2 separate regions of the Sus scrofa genome follow, and region 1 is linked to region 2. The links are chromatin contacts, called in public Hi-C maps. All regions are on one chromosome and are shown on one strand. The core of a region is the stretch at or near the end of the contact, and the rest is flanking DNA. Distances in the headings are between cores, read along the strand shown. Region 1 holds the start of CHCHD4 (coiled-coil-helix-coiled-coil-helix domain containing 4). Region 2 overlaps XPC (DNA repair protein complementing XP-C cells).

Region 1 (2,700 bases), core at 178-2,677, 50 kb before region 2:
TGATGAAGTAAAGTAGACTCAGAAGGCAATAAAAAACAAGAGACCTACTCTCTAACAAAGCGGTGAGGGCAGAGGACTTTTGCTCAAGGCAGAGTTAAATATCAATCAATTAAAATAGCACTCATTAGAGACATCGTGAGTATTATGACTTTATGACCCAGGGAAGGAGGGTTCTGGAAGCAGAATGGGGTACTGGGGGAAAGGCCTAGCATTTTAGATTGAGCTGTTTTCCTACCTAAGCATGACCTTGGGTAGATCACCTCCATCTCTGGGCTTAAGGGTCCCTCAATGACCTGAGGGAGCTAGACTATTCATTAAAGAATTTCAGGGAGAGTTCCAGCTCTCTCTGGAGCTTTAAAGTCTCAGGTGTTCACCATCACCCTCACCTGGCACTAAAAAGGTGCTTCATGAATATGTGGAGAAGGAAGGAAGGCCTACTTCTCATTTTACAAGACTGAACACTGGGCCTTGGAGGGGCTGGGTGACAGCTCAGGGACAAAGAGCCAGTTAGCGGTTGTGCGCGGAGGCCCTCGAACCCCTGGCCTGGAGACTTCTGGGGTTCCAGGAGAGGTAACAAGGAGAGAGACCATAGACAGAAACCTATTTAGTTTTGTTTTTTTGGGGGGTTGTCTTCCCAACGGAAGGCTCCCTGGAATCCACTGGTCACCAGGCTGGGCAGCTCTGGAATCAGACCGCGGGGGTCCAACCCCAGCTTCCGGACTTGCCGGCATCATGGCATTAGCCTAGTCACCTCTGGGTCGCTGTTTACTCTCGGGAAATGAACAGGGCCTGGCTTAGGGCGCACCAGCGCCTGACCGGTCCCCTCGGGCGGTACTCCACGCCGCAGCACAGAGCACGCCGAGGGCGACTTTCCAGGACTGTTGACGGGCGGCGCAAACCGGAACACGTGGTGTGGGTAAGCGCCATAGTAACAATTAATACCTATAAACTCTCCGTTAGGAGCCAGCGGCAGCGCGCTCGCACTCCTCCGACCCCCAGGCCTAATTTAAGAGCTCTCTCACGTGGTGGTCCCTCAGACGTCCGGGTTCGAGCCTCACGGTGACCTTGGACCGCCTCGCTTCTCCCCGCTGCCCATCTGTAAAGCGGGGATGGAGACCCGACGCAAGGGTCCGAGGACTATCTTCCGCACCAGTGGTGGGGCGCGGGGGCCGCACAATCCGCCTGTTCCCTGCAGGCCCTCGTAGGCCGTCTCTAGGTACCCCGCCCTCCTACCTTCCTGCCGGCAGTAGGCCATAGTGCAGCCCGGCGCTCCAACCTCGCGGTGATCGCGGTGGCTGCCTCACGCCGTGACCTCTCCCCGGCGAGGCGGGCGGCTGGGAGGCCCGTGCGGACCCGCCCCCTCCAGGCCTGCCCTCCGCGCGCCTGCCTCGGAGCTCCTAGCCCGGCCTTCTCAACCGGGAACTACATTTCCCAGCAGGCCGCGCGCCGCCGAGCAACTCCCTAGACAGAAGGAACTGCAATTCCCAGAATGACCTGCAATGCGCAGGTGCACCAGTGAGGTACCGGGTAGGTTGCAACTTCCGGAGAGGGCACCAGACTACGTTTCCCAGGAGGAGGCGCGGCGGGCGAGAGCAGAAAAACCGCGGCTTGCGGGGCGTTGCTCTGTAGCGCATCCTAGGGCTCCGGGCTTCCCGCGCCTTTTGGCCGCCATCTGGCTGTCGAGAGGTGGCGGGATTCCGTGGTGCAGCCGTAAGTCCGTTTTCTTGCTGAGCCGAGTGAGGCGGGCGGTGACCGGATCCTGCCATGGCTGCGAACGTGAGTGTCCCCGGCTTCGCCGGCCACACCCAGGCTGCCTCGTCCACTCTCCCGGCCGCCCGCCGTAGCCCCTTGTGCGGCTAACCGCCTCCGTGCAGCCGGCCCTTCCTCCCTCTCGCTCCCGGGTCCGCTCCTTCCGGCAGGGCAGCCAGGTCGTCCGTACGTGCGGTCAGCACCCGGTGGTCCACGTCCTCCTCGGGGGCGCGTGGTGGTAGAGACGCAACCTCTGGAGGTGTGGCTCTGTCTCCGGGTCCGCTTATGTGCGGCGCCTCCGCGCAGCTCCTTCTTTCCTTCTCGGTTCCCGCCTGCGCCTTTGGGATTCTCACATTTGCGGACTTGAGAGTTGGACGGGACTTCAGACAGGAGTCCCCCATGGGGTGTGTGGGGAGGCAGATATCGCCCTGGTGAAGCTGTCCAGAAACGCACTGTCCTAGCAGGCACTGAGGTCCCCGCTCCAGGGAGTATGTAAACCAAGGCTCTGATGTTGTGCAGAGGGGCAGACTAGTTTGGAGCAGAGGAGTTAGCATGACTGGGAGAGGGAGCATTTCCCTACTGCTGGCCCCTCGTCTTCCTGGCTTTGGCTTGGTTGGAAAGGCCCTGGCTGAGGGCGGTGCCCTTGGAAAGGCAGCTGCTTTTCTCCCTGCTTTTCTGAGGAACCTTTCTATTTAAGCCCCACATTCATTCAACAAACCGAGGGGCACCTGCCAACAGGGTGCTGGGTGTGGGAGAAGCTGGTGACTCATGTTCCTGTCTTCTGCAAAAGTGCCTCTGGTGCCAGCTCGGAGCCCAGCCAGCTGAGGCACTCCCTCCCTCCTGCTTTGGTGGCATGTCCTAACCACTCTCTCTCTTGGCCTTTCACACCCTCTTAACAGGCCCTTCCTCTGTCCCCAAGGTCCTCTCTGCCTTCCACACCCCCTGAGAAGC
Region 2 (2,837 bases), core at 103-2,602:
GCCACAGCAACGCTGGATCCGAGCCGCGTCTGCAACCTACACCACAGCTCACAGCAATGCCGGATCATTACCCACTGAGCAAGGGCGGGGATCGAACCCGCAACCTCATGGTTCCCAGTCGGATTCGTTAACCACTGTGCCACGTCGGGAACTCCCCAAAATAAATACAATTCTTAAAAGGGAGAGCTTTTCATTATAGATCAAAGCTGGCTAGTAAATACACATGAAATGACAGAATCAGAACATTGCCACTTTGCAACACTCAATGTAATAATCTTTGATTCAGTTGAGGTCATCAACGCACATTCTAAGACCGTTAAGTAAAAAGTGATTGTGGAACATGACATTCTCCTGGACTCAGAGTTCCATTAGAGATGATCAACTACAAAAGGAAGAGGTACCTCAACAATGGCACCATCAGTAACACAGACAAGGTCAATCTCAGCATCCCTAGCAGACCGCCTGAAGTCAAGTGCCTCTGCCTCTTGATGCACACAATATGAAGCACAAAGCTCTGAGGTATTCTTGCCAAAAAACCTTTCAATCTAAATGCAACCAAGTCTCTGGACTTACCTTACAGTTTATAAGAAATTCAGGGGATGCTGAAACAAACTTACCACCACCCTGAGATGTCTGAGTGTTTACCAGGCAAAACCAGAATATGAGACATTCCACAACACAAGAGGCCAGGACTCCGAAAAAAAGCATGGCTATAAAAAGCTTAAAAGGTAGTCGGGGGGGTCCCCGCTCTAGATTAAAGAGACCAAACGAAAAGAACCAAAAACCCTTATTTGATCCTGCATGGGGGACAGGGGAACAGCTTTAAAGAATAGTTTTATAACAAGAGGGAGTTAATCTAGGTGTGGTAAGGATATTTCATTATGTAGGAGAATGTCTAATTCTTATGAGATCCCTGCTGAAGTCTCTACAAGTGAAAAATCAGGATATTTGAGATTTACTTTCACGTGACTCCACGATGAATATTTACAGAGAGAAAGACACATTCAATATGGCACAACAAAAAGCTTAGTGAGTCTAGGTGAAGAGCGCCAAGACGACATTTCGATTTCTTTGTAGGTTTGAACATTTTAAAAATAAGAAGCTGGAGAAAAGTCATGCTAGGCAGGAATCAGAGATGGTGACATTAGCTGCCATTTAAGTATATGGGGCACTAGGTCCAGCTTTTTGCTCACAACAATCCTGGAGCCTAGACCATCCGGCTCCGAGTGAGCATTCGATATTTACTGAATGTTAACAGTGAAAAACTCGGCTTGGACAGGTGGAGTTACTCATTCACACAGCTAGACAGGAGGCAGAACTGGACTCTGAACCAGGTCTAAGTCCTCCCAAAGCCTAGGCTCTCTCTTTCATAACCTCCTCCACTGACCGCAACCAGAGGAAAGGAATACACAACATGCTTTGGTAACCTGGTCATGAATTTTTCCATACATCAAAAGCAAGGCCCTGGATGGAGTTTCTGCTGTGGCACAATGGGTTAAGAATCCGACTGCTGAGGCTCAGGTTTGAGCCCTGGCCCACTTCAGTGGGTTAAAGGATCCAGCATGGCTGCAGCATACTTCCCAGCTGCGGCTCGTATTTAATTTAATCCCTGGCCTGGGAACTTCCATATGTCCTGGGTGTGAACATATTAAAAAAAAAAAAAAAAAAAAAAAAAAATCAAGTCCCTAGTGCAACCTCATTTTTGTCTTATTAGTTTCAAAAGAAAAGAACAGGATTGCAGTACGTGACACAACTCCAAACAGAATCAAACAGAAAAACAAGATCAAAGAACCCAGAGAGAGGGGAAGAGCCTTACCTTCCACCTCTTCCCAGTCATCCTCACTGTCCTCCTCGGCATCCCCTTCGCAGGCCCCTGTGTCCACGGCAGCCTCTTTCTTTGGAAGGTGCGTCTTCTTCCGGGCGCTTGTAAAGTCCCTGTGTAGAGATAACAGAAAGGATGATAAAGGCACCTCAGACATCCTGGCACCACATTTACGCTAAGCAGAGCTTTGAGGGCCCCATCTATTGAGATTCTGTTGCGATTAGTTGCCCATGACCTGTGAGCTCTGAGCCCCCTCCTTCATCCTTTATCAGCACAGACCTCGAGTTCCCAACAAGATGAGTCCTAATTATGGCCCCAGCACCAGATGGACCCTCAAAATAGGAGGAACCTACAACCTAGAGCTGAGCGGAGGGGAACTGTGGGAAGAAATCAGATAGCGTGAGTTCTAGGAGTAAAAGCTTACTGTCTGTATGAACACATGTGAGCCAGATGTCAGAAAGAAGAGGGAATTCACATTTGCTGACCCCACCATGAGCCAACTCAGAAGATTCTTTCCCTACCTTTGAGAAACAGGACAAAAGGACACTGAAGTTGCCAGAATTCTAACTTCTAGGTAAGTAGGGACGTGACTATATGCAGGAATGTCATATATAAAAACAGGCCCATGGACAGCTAGGTAGTTAAGTAGATAACTATGTAGATAAGTAGCTGGCTAAATGCTGGCTCAAGACTAAATGGTTGCTAATATGTAATATATTAATGCAAATTCTAAACACACTATGTGTTTAAAGCATTGAGTTTCTTTTAGCTTTTGTAAGACTTGACACATGGTATCAAGTGAAAATATTACCAAGATTTTAGCACAGACATTTAAAATAATAAGCCTCAGGCGAGTTCCCACTGTGGCTGAGCGATAATGAATCTGACTAGGATCCATGAGGAGGTGGGTTCGATCCCTGGCCCCATGCAGTGGGTTAAGGATCTGGCATTTCTGTGAGCTGTGGTGTAGGTGACAGATGTGGCTCAGATCTGGCGTTGCTGTGGCTAGGCTGAC

The links. A called contact is a pair of places that touch in the nucleus more often than the background predicts.
Region 1: a contact with region 2 is called in a Hi-C map of liver, with 2.4 times the contacts expected there. The contact joins the promoter of CHCHD4 here to the enhancer-like site in region 2. A contact is called at or near these places in 5 of 47 Hi-C or Micro-C datasets (heart right ventricle, liver, psoas muscle and 2 more) and 2 of 2 datasets of contacts at active chromatin or transcription factors (alveolar macrophages and skeletal muscle).

What each region holds. Positions count from the first base shown.
Region 1 is chr13:70,416,053-70,418,752 of Sscrofa11.1, reverse strand. It overlaps CHCHD4 (coiled-coil-helix-coiled-coil-helix domain containing 4), which reads right to left and starts at 1,427. Exons shown (of 3, transcript NM_001243499.1): 1 at 1,234-1,427. The coding sequence starts at 1,255. TMEM43 (transmembrane protein 43) reads left to right here and starts at 1,540. Exons shown (of 12, transcript XM_021069380.1): 1 at 1,540-1,776. The coding sequence starts at 1,765.
Region 2 is chr13:70,365,771-70,368,607 of Sscrofa11.1, reverse strand. It overlaps XPC (DNA repair protein complementing XP-C cells), which reads right to left. Exons shown (of 15, transcript XM_021069376.1): 3 at 1,817-1,935. Among named protein-coding and RNA genes, the nearest start is that of XPC, 18 kb to the right of the region's middle. Within about 2 kb of position 1,352, at least 6 of the 83 cell types and tissues checked have an H3K27ac peak or open chromatin away from gene starts, as enhancers often do. A contact at or near this core is called in liver, where this site is marked.